2 separate regions of the Mus musculus genome follow, and region 1 is linked to region 2. Evidence: chromatin contacts called from public Hi-C data. All regions are on one chromosome and are shown on one strand. The core of a region is the stretch at or near the end of the contact, and the rest is flanking DNA. Distances in the headings are between cores, read along the strand shown. Region 1 overlaps Marchf11 (membrane associated ring-CH-type finger 11). Region 2 overlaps Zfp622 (zinc finger protein 622).

Region 1 (4,611 bases), core at 1,042-3,541, 380 kb before region 2:
AATAGTGGGCAGAACAGTGACCTTCATAACACAGGATGATAGCAAAAGGCAGAAAACCTCTTCTGTGGGTTTTTATGTTTTGGCCGTTATATATAGGAAGGCACCACATGTGTGGTACAACAAAGATGTGAGTGGTCCTACCATCAAGTACTTCATCTCATAAGGATCTCAATGGTATTCTCTGTAAAAGGCACTTGAAACTAGCTATTGGTGTAGTTTGGATATGGTTTTCATGTGCTAGAAATTTGGTCCTCAGTGTGGAAATGCTGGGAGGTAGCATGTCTTTAAGAGGACAACTGCACTGGGTGTAATCAAGTATTTAGGAATATATATGTATATACACAAACACATATGAAAATGTAACAACAATTAATGAAAAAAGAGGCCATGATTTTAAGGAGAGCAAGGATGGGTATGTAAAAGGGCGTGGAGGGAAGAAAGGGAAAGGGAAAATGATCTAGTTATATTATAATCTCAAAAGAAAATGAAAGCAGGTTTTAAAAAGGAAGAAAAAAGAAGGAGCTATTCCCAGAGGAGTGATCCATGTCTTACTCGGACAGTTCTCCTGAGTGAGAGGAGGTAGAAGAGTAAGTCCTGCCTGGGACCCAGGAGATGGGGAGGCCCTAGGAAATCTCCAGGCAGTCTATGGGAGTAATTCTACCTGAGATTTCTAACATTGGAGGATATTGAGCCTAAAGAAGCTACCTCCTGTAGCCAGGCAGGACTCTCAGTAGAGGACTGCAACCCATCCACAAAGCCTTCAACACTAAACATGCCCTGTTTACAGGATGTTCTGGGATGAAAATGGAGCAGGGACTGAGGGAATGGCCAACCAATGACTGCCCCAAATTGAGACCCCCCCTCATGAGCAAGAAACAATTCTTGACACTATTACTGATACTCTGTTATGCTTACAGGTAGGAGCCTAGCATAACTGTGGTCTGAGGGGCTCTCCCCTAGCAGCCAATGAAAAGAGATGCAAAGACATACAGCCAAACATGTGCTCTGATGGAGCTCTGAGAGTCTTGTGGAAGAGTTGAGGGAAGAATTGAGGGACCCAAAGAGGATAGGAACATCACAGGAAAACCAAGAGAATCAACTATCCTGGACCCTTGGGGGCTCCCAGAGACTTGAACCACCAACCAAAATACTAGTATGGGCTAGACCTAGGTCCCCTGCATATATGTAGCAAATATTCAGCTTGGTCTTCATGCAGGTCCCCCAACAACTGGAGTGAAGGTTGTCCCTGAGTCTGTTTTCTGTTTGTGGATCTCATTCTACTAACTGGGTTGCCTTATCTGGCCTCAGTGGGAGAGGATGCACCTAGTTTTGCAGAGACTTGGTATGCCAGGGTAGGGTGATACCTGTAGGGTGCTTCCTCCTTCCCAGAGGAGAAGTGGAGAGGAAAATGGGGGAAGGGGGGGGAGAGGGGGAGAGGGGAGGGGAGGGGAAGTGGAGGGGGTAAGGGGAAGGAAAGAGAGAGAGAGGAAGGGAGAGAGGGAGGGAGGGAGGGAGGGAGGGAGGGAGGGAGGGAGGGAGGAAAAGAGTGAGTCAGGCCCCAGAGTCTCTGAAGTTTCCTGTTTTGTCACATGATCTCCTCTGCAAATGCTCCTGACTAATGAAGCTATTTACTTTGAGGCCCTAAATAGAGTCCTTGAGTCTGAAGAGCATGAAGAGGGTGAGTCACAGAGGAGAAACACAGGCCTTGAAGCTGAATGCTGATCCTATAGCATCTACTACCTGGAACAGGACTTTGCTTCCGTTCTAGGTTTGAGAAGTCACACTGTGTAATGACTCCATCAACGTAAAAGTACACATAGAGTTTTCACATACACACCCCGGCACAAAAAAAATATCCATCCATTCCATGTATATTTATTGGATGCTTGGCATGTGTGATGGGTGTAGAAATCACCAACTGCGTGAAACATTCCTATTCTTAGGAGGTCGAGGTATACTTGTGGAAACGATGACTATGATGATTAGTGGGCAGATCCACTTCACTCGCTGGGGCCATCAGGAGAAGCTTACAGGTCAAGGAACCCTCAATCAAGCTTAGCAGGATGAATAAAAGACAGTTAGGTGAAGACGTTGCTGTAGACTTGTGAGAAAGGGAGAAGCATGTGGAAAGAAGACATTGCTGGGGAAACAATATGATTTTTCTTGTCTGAAGGTAAGACTGGGCAAGTGCCAGGAGGTTTCCACTATCAATTAGAGAGCCAGACTCTACCACAAAGCTCTGACCATAACATAAGTACAAGAAAGAGGGCTCTGGGTGTGGTAGGATGACTCAGAGATGGTTTCCTGCTTAGCTGTTTCTGTTTTCCAAAGATGAGCAAAAATGCAGCATCCCAGCCCATGTGCTATTCTGTCACGTGGCTCTATGGAGTGGCAATCGTTTCCCTACTCCTCTTGGGGAAGGGATACATATGAACAACAGCACATGGCAGAAAAAAAAATCCTTGTGTCTATCCCAAACAAAGACTGTCCAACTGTAACCAAGGTAATTTTCCTGGCATTTGGAAGGCACAGCAGTTAACAACTCTTGACTTCCCTAAAATAGGCTGAAGCTACCTGGGGAGGGTCTGGGCGAGCGGAAGCTGCACTGTGCTGAGGATCTTCGTGGTATTTGTCATGCGATAGAGGCACAGATCTCTGGAAACAAATTCTTTAGATCAAGGCACATAAAAGCCACTGTGCTGGACACAGACACACAAACTTTTCAGACCTCGAAATACAAGATGAAGAAGGTTGCTTAGAGATCGAAGCATCAGGTCAGCTCTTCTTTCCACTATGCTAGGAATACACTGAGGGTCAGTACAGAGCTTGGCATCCCACCAATTCATTTGAGCTGCACAGCTTCTCATTCTCCCCCGGCCAACGCTTCTTTGTCTTTATAGGAGATCCCAGTTCTGTTTCCCAGTTTCCTCAGTGCCAAGGAATTTACTGATTCACTATTTAATCTGATTTTCCCTCATCTTCTTTTACCTATGCCTTACCAATTCTGTAACAATAAAAACAAAACAAACAATACTCTTAAAAACAGTAGAGGTGCTTCATGGATGATAGAAGTGCTTTAAAATAGATACTAGCTGGGTAAGCCTCTACATGACTGAGACCCATGCAAATGGAGGCAATGGACCCATGCAAACTCACATATGGTATGTGAGTTAAGTCTGATGAAACTAAGTTTCAGAGTCTGAAATAAACCTAGTCCATAAAACAGAAAAACAAGTGGAATCTTCAACATTTATATACTTAGTTGGTGTGTGCTACGTTCTACTGCAAAATATTTGAAGCACACTTAGTCTCCTGTCAGAAACTAAAGAAAAGAACCATTGGCCTAAGCACGGTGCATTCTGATTCTCTCTGTCTTACCATGTTCACACTATGGGTCAGCTTGGATTCTAAGGTCCCTCTTGCTGTATGAGTTCAGGAAAGAAAGGCCTTATTTTGTTCACCATTAAAATGGAATAACAGTAGAGGCTTGGGTGTGGTTCAATGATAGAGCTCTTTCCTAACATAAACAAAACCTAGAGTTCAATTCTCACACCACAAAGGGGGAAAAAACATAAAACCAAATAGCAACACATTTCATATGGTTGTAGTAAAGGCTAAGTAAAATCTCTCTCTCTCTCTCTCTCTCTCTCTCTCTCCCTCTCCACACACACACACACACACACACACACACATGCATGTGCGCACACACACAGTAGGTTACATTTAGTTATACTTTTGGTTCTACATTATACCTTCTCTGAGAAAAGGAACCTCCTGAGCCCCATTTCTAGATAACATCTGGTAAAGAGTGATCACTGCTGTGCCTGATGACGCCCACACTATCCAGCTTCCAGTTAGATTACAATCCACACGCCATTTCCTGATATCATATGACTCTTAGTTGAACCCAAAGAAGCCCCATTCACTGACACAAACACTGAAACCGCCCATGTGCAAAAAGGCAACTTATTGCTCCCCTGTAAGGAGGGAAGAAGATGGGAGTTTATTTTATCCTTCCCTTGGGCAACACTTAAACACAGTAGATAAATGCCTTTTCAGGATTCTTCAGTTCCCCCCCCCCCACTGGCCCTCCAGTAAAAGTTCTCTAGGAATCAGTAAAAAAACAAACAAAAAAACCTTTTCCTTAAGGGCATCTTCCTCTTGTTTAAATACTATACTACTCACTCACAGGATAACTGGGGAATCCATTAATCTGAGAGCTCTGTAACAGTATAGGATGCTGCGGCGAGACGCCTAGACTACCAGACAGAACTTCTGACCATACAGTGAGGGTGAAGGTCTGAGGCCAGTGATTGCTACCAGCTAAGAGATCAGTAATCCTGAGACACATAAACACAGGGAAGTAAGTGTGACATAGAGTTTTAACACATTAGAAGGTGTAATGGATAGTTTTTTGTTAACTTGACACAATCTAGAGTCATTAGCGAGGAAGGAACTCAGTTGAGGAAATGCCTCCATGAGATTCAGCTGTAAGGCATTTTCTCAGTTAGTGATCAAGGGGGAGGGTCCAGCCCAATGTGAGTGGCCCTGAGTTATATAAGAAGGCAGGCTGAGCAAGCCAGGAAGAATAAGCTACTAAGCAGTATCCCT
Region 2 (4,571 bases), core at 1,429-3,928:
AGCAGGAGGTAAACACACTGTGGAAGAACATCAGGTAACTGTCAGAAGGAATGAGCTAGATGCCTGATAGTTGTTGAATGAAAGAAACCTAGAAGAGATCTAACACAATTAGAATACATATTTAATAGAATGTAAATTGAAAACACCACCTGAAACACACTATAAAGATACAGATTTAAATATGTCAGAGATGTCAGGAGACCCAGTATTTCTGTGGGGAGGCTATAGAAAAGATGAAGGAATAGAATTCAAACCAAAGAGCCCCGTTTTTTTAAACAATAGTGAATTTGTATCCTGAGTGACACAGGGTTCAATTCTACATCAGGACCGCTTGTACCCTAAGTGTCATAATAAAAGGTTGGCAAAGGTCATTTAGCACAGGGTCCAGGCAACCTCAGCCTATGGGATCCTTAGGCACTGTGTCACAGGAACGTCCTAGCTTTGACCTTGATATGGCACTTTGTATACTGAAAGAGTGTTTATTCACAAGCCTACTGCTGGGAAGTATATATTAGTATGGACTGGGTCCTCTGTTTCATTAAGCACTCACAAGCCGTGAGATAAAAGGACTAAAAGAACCACCCCCCAAAATGCACAAAGTGTATCACTTTCTCAAAGTCCCAAAGGTAGCTCAATGAATGAGCTTAGCTTCCCTGCCAGGGTATTATTAGTGCCTTCTCCTAAGCAACCTAAATTAAGAATCTCTTCAGAGATTTAACTGTGAGGCAGTCCTAAAAACTACTTAAAAGCTGGCAGTCATTCTTCGTTCTTATTTGGAAATAAAAACCCTGCATACCAAGCCCTTAACATGTTCTGTTCTTTTCTGCATTTTATCAACACACCCAGAGACATGGGCAACTTCCTAAGCCACATACATTCACAAGTGACATTCAGTTTTGCTCTTATATAATCCTCAAAGCCCCTGACGAAGGTCCCTTAGACAAGAAGTAATGAGTTATTCCAAATTTTAAACTAATTTTGGACTAGACAAATCGCTTGCGTTTCCCACCTTATGCTGACAGCCAGAAAGCATCTGAAAGCTGAGGCAGGAAAGCAACTGTCAGGAGGTCATGCAGGTCCTGGAGCCCAACAAGCAAGCCCAAGCTTCACATCCGTCCCCACTTGAAAGCTTTAAACACTGCTCAAATACGACATTGAAGACAACCATGATTTTGACTTTATTAGATCAGAACAAATGAAGTAGCAGCAAAGGAACCATTCGGCAATCTGGCTTCCCTGTCCTCAGACAAGGAGGGAAGTGCAGCGGGAGATGCATCTGTTTCAGCCTCTCAGAACCTCACTTGGGCCCTGAAGTGCATCTGCTTGGTGGCGTTGTTCTTCATTCCTATCTTCAGCATCCATTTTGATTTCATCCTCTGCACATATTGCATGTCCCGTTCACGCATGAGAGCTGCTCCTGTGGTTGGGAGGATGGTAAGCAATGAGGCTCTGATCTCTTATTTACTAACAGAGGAAGTCAAATCTTAGAATTCCCAAAGTTGGCTTAGGATAAGTGGGTTCTGATATTTAAAGACAGAATCTAATGTGGGGATTCCAAGCAATGGGGCTCAGAGATCTACGTGCATCTAAGAACTGTGCATATCAGAACTTTGTAAACAGTGATGTTTGCTACGTTTTTAGGCTCTAGGCTTTCTGGGACATCAGAAAGGAGCAAATTATCTTCACTACCTCCATTTGGACTTTATTTCCCAGAAGAGCAGAGAAGACAGTTTTGCACAGCACACTATGAGAGTTAAATAACAGCACATTGTAGTTTCAAAGCTTAATAACTTCAGCTGTCAGATTTACTCATTGCAATCTACTTCTATTGGGAAAAACTGCCAAAGGGGGCTGGGCTACCTGTAGTAAGTGCACTACCTCACACATGCATTGTGTCAGACAAGCCTCTCAACTCTAAGGTGGGTCCTCTTAATCATTTCCCTTGCACAAATGAGCAAGCAGAAGTGAAATTTAATAATGTTCATGACGTGAGATTAGAATGTGAAACTACATATGCCATGTTAGGCGCCACAGCTCCACTAAGGTACTATTTAATTTCTGAGTTATCTCCAGATAATTTCTGCATGTAATTTATAAGATTTTTTATAGATATTATCTTCTGGAAAGGTTCATGATGCATACTAAGTTACTAGACCAGGAATATTAATTTTTTAAGTCATGGAGTCTTGGACTTAAGTGTTCTAAGTATCCTGAGATAATGGGAGTCCCAGAAGTAAGACTCAAGCTTCCCCTGGAAAGGAGTCAGACGGACAGCACGAATGATAACCTGTCACCCAAGCGCCCACGAAATCCATGCATATAAGAATGGTGTACCTGTGCTGCCCATCCACCCCAGGGCTCGGTATTGCTGGAGAACTCTGCCCACAGCCTTTTGATTCCTAGCAACTGTCACAGCTCTTGGCAAGCCAAATCGCTGTTTGTAGTATCTCATCAAGGAGCGATGACCCACTCTGGCACCTGTTTTGAGAAGAGCAATATTTAAACACTGGTCTTTCAAGTCAGAGTTATAAACCAAAGGCTTCCCAAAAGATCTTGAATGGCACCAAGCCTTAGGAATCCTAGTAGGAAAACAGAAATAAGCAGGAATACACTACAGGAAAAACAGACCAATATTAGGAAAATATATAAAGGCTAAAAAGCCCCAAGAGAAAGAAGATGAAGCAGGGAATAACTCTGACATCAGGTCTACAAGCCATATTGGGAAAACTGAACCAGAACAAAAATGAAACCATCTTTTTTCTGGTTCAGTTTTCTCTTCCAGTCGTCTTCCAACAGGAGTAAATTTTACCACACAGGGAAATCTGATACCTACTGTAGATGTCTTTATTGTTACAAATGGAGTAATACTGGCATCTAGTGGCTGAAGGACAGAGATGCTACTGCACATATTAAAATGCACAGGCAGATTAACAACATCAAAGTATTATTTAGCTACATTGACAAAGCTGATACACTCCTTCCTAAATGATGAAAAACCACGTGATATCTCAAAAAGATTAAGCTAAATTCTCTTTAAACCTGTGGTTATTTGCAGAAATCAAGTGAAACAAAAAAACTTTGAGAAATGAATTCTTAACTTTAATTTCCAATATATGTTGATGTCATTACGAATATGGTTGTATACACCAATGCACAGGCTTACCATTAATAGTGCAATACACTAAGCAAAAAGGAAAGAGGGCCAGAGAGCTGGGTAAGCTGTGCTGACCTGGCAATCTGAGTTCAATTCCCAGAAAGCACATTAAGGTGGATAGAGAATCAAGCCCACAGAGTTACCTCTAGCCTTCCCATATGTACTATGGCATATGCACACAAATACCCGCCACCCACTCACAACCATAGTAAATACAATTTCAAAACAAAGAAAAGAGAATATACATTTCAAATTACGAAAACTAAGGGGCAATGTAAAGTCTGCAACTTCTCTAATTACACTAATAAAACCCATAAGTAAAGTTATTTACTAGATGAACAATTTGAGGTTCCTATAAGTATAAGTCTGTCTGTTAGAGGTCTGAAATCCACTCCACTAGTCTGTAAATTTTAATGGAACACAGCCACACTCACCTACATCTCTACTGACTTTTGAGCTACAAAGCAGATCTAAACAATTACTAGAGACAGAATGGTACACAAAGACAGAATGGTACACAAAATCATTGCTTTCTGGCCATTTATAGAGAAGTAACCAAATCATATGGCTTGACTTCTGAGCAGGGAAACTAATAAATATGTTAAGCTCTGTCTGGGATGGCTAATTCTAGGCTCCACCAGAAAAATGGTTTTCAAAAGGTAATTCTCCCATACTATCCTAAGAGATTGGTCCCTAGGCCAGTGGCATCAACATCACCTGTGGGTTTACTAATAAAAGCAGGCTATGTTTTTTAGATGAATATTAATTAAGATATAAGCAATCAAATACCTTTCCAAATAGAAACACATAAGGGTAAAACCCTGGGTATAGTACCCAGAGTAGTTTTCAACTTATGTAAATAAAACAATTGACAAATAAGCAAATATGAATAGTTTATCACATAAGCTGTAGAAGGCTATATTTGCTTTTAACATCTACGCCTGTAACTGACATGGAAAAGAGTGTCAAGTTATTTATGAGCTCCTGTATGCTTGGAAAGTATTTCCTTGTCACCCAAATGTGATGTTTTGTGATCAGACTCAGGTCTTGACAAAAAGAAACTTCCAATTTAATCTTGTGGTCTTTGGATACCAGTATGGATAGATAAAAGGTATCTCTCTAGAACCAGCTATTTGATGTGTTGGACATTTTCATGGCAAGACCTTGGTTTGTACCTGTGGTTCAACTCAGGGAAACATGATCTCTGAACATCCATGTGAGATAAATCTAATAGGGAAAAGACACATATCTAAGTGAAGGTCCTATCAGCAAACCTCAAGATTTACTGGGATTTCAAATTACAATGGTAGGCCAGGGTGGTACAGATCTGCAAGGATGATTATCCCTAAATGAGGAAATGATGAAGTTAGTAATTAGTAAACAGTAAGTCAACATGTATATTTGTAAGCACCATTTG

What was found. A called contact is a pair of places that touch in the nucleus more often than the background predicts.
Region 1: a contact with region 2 is called in a Hi-C map of the N1E-115 cell line, with 4 times the contacts expected there. The contact joins two enhancer-like sites. A contact is called at or near these places in 5 of 484 Hi-C or Micro-C datasets (the C2C12 cell line, the N1E-115 cell line, cortical neurons and 1 more), 5 of 115 datasets of contacts at active chromatin or transcription factors (the 230-238 cell line, embryonic basal ganglia, embryonic forebrain and 2 more) and 1 of 9 other capture datasets (adipose tissue).

The regions. Positions count from the first base shown.
Region 1 is chr15:26,372,176-26,376,786 of GRCm38.p6, reverse strand. The region is part of intron 2 of Marchf11 (membrane associated ring-CH-type finger 11); the gene reads right to left. Among named protein-coding and RNA genes, the nearest start is that of Marchf11, 65 kb to the right of the region's middle. Within about 2 kb of position 2,291, at least 34 of the 459 cell types and tissues checked have an H3K27ac peak or open chromatin away from gene starts, as enhancers often do. A contact at or near this core is called in the N1E-115 cell line, where this site is marked.
Region 2 is chr15:25,994,013-25,998,583 of GRCm38.p6, reverse strand. It overlaps Zfp622 (zinc finger protein 622), which reads right to left. Exons shown (of 6, transcript NM_144523.3): 5 at 2,335-2,478; 6 at 102-1,417. The coding sequence ends at 1,290. Among named protein-coding and RNA genes, the nearest start is that of Zfp622, 12 kb to the right of the region's middle. Within about 2 kb of position 2,678, at least 1 of the 459 cell types and tissues checked has an H3K27ac peak or open chromatin away from gene starts, as enhancers often do. A contact at or near this core is called in the N1E-115 cell line, where this site is marked.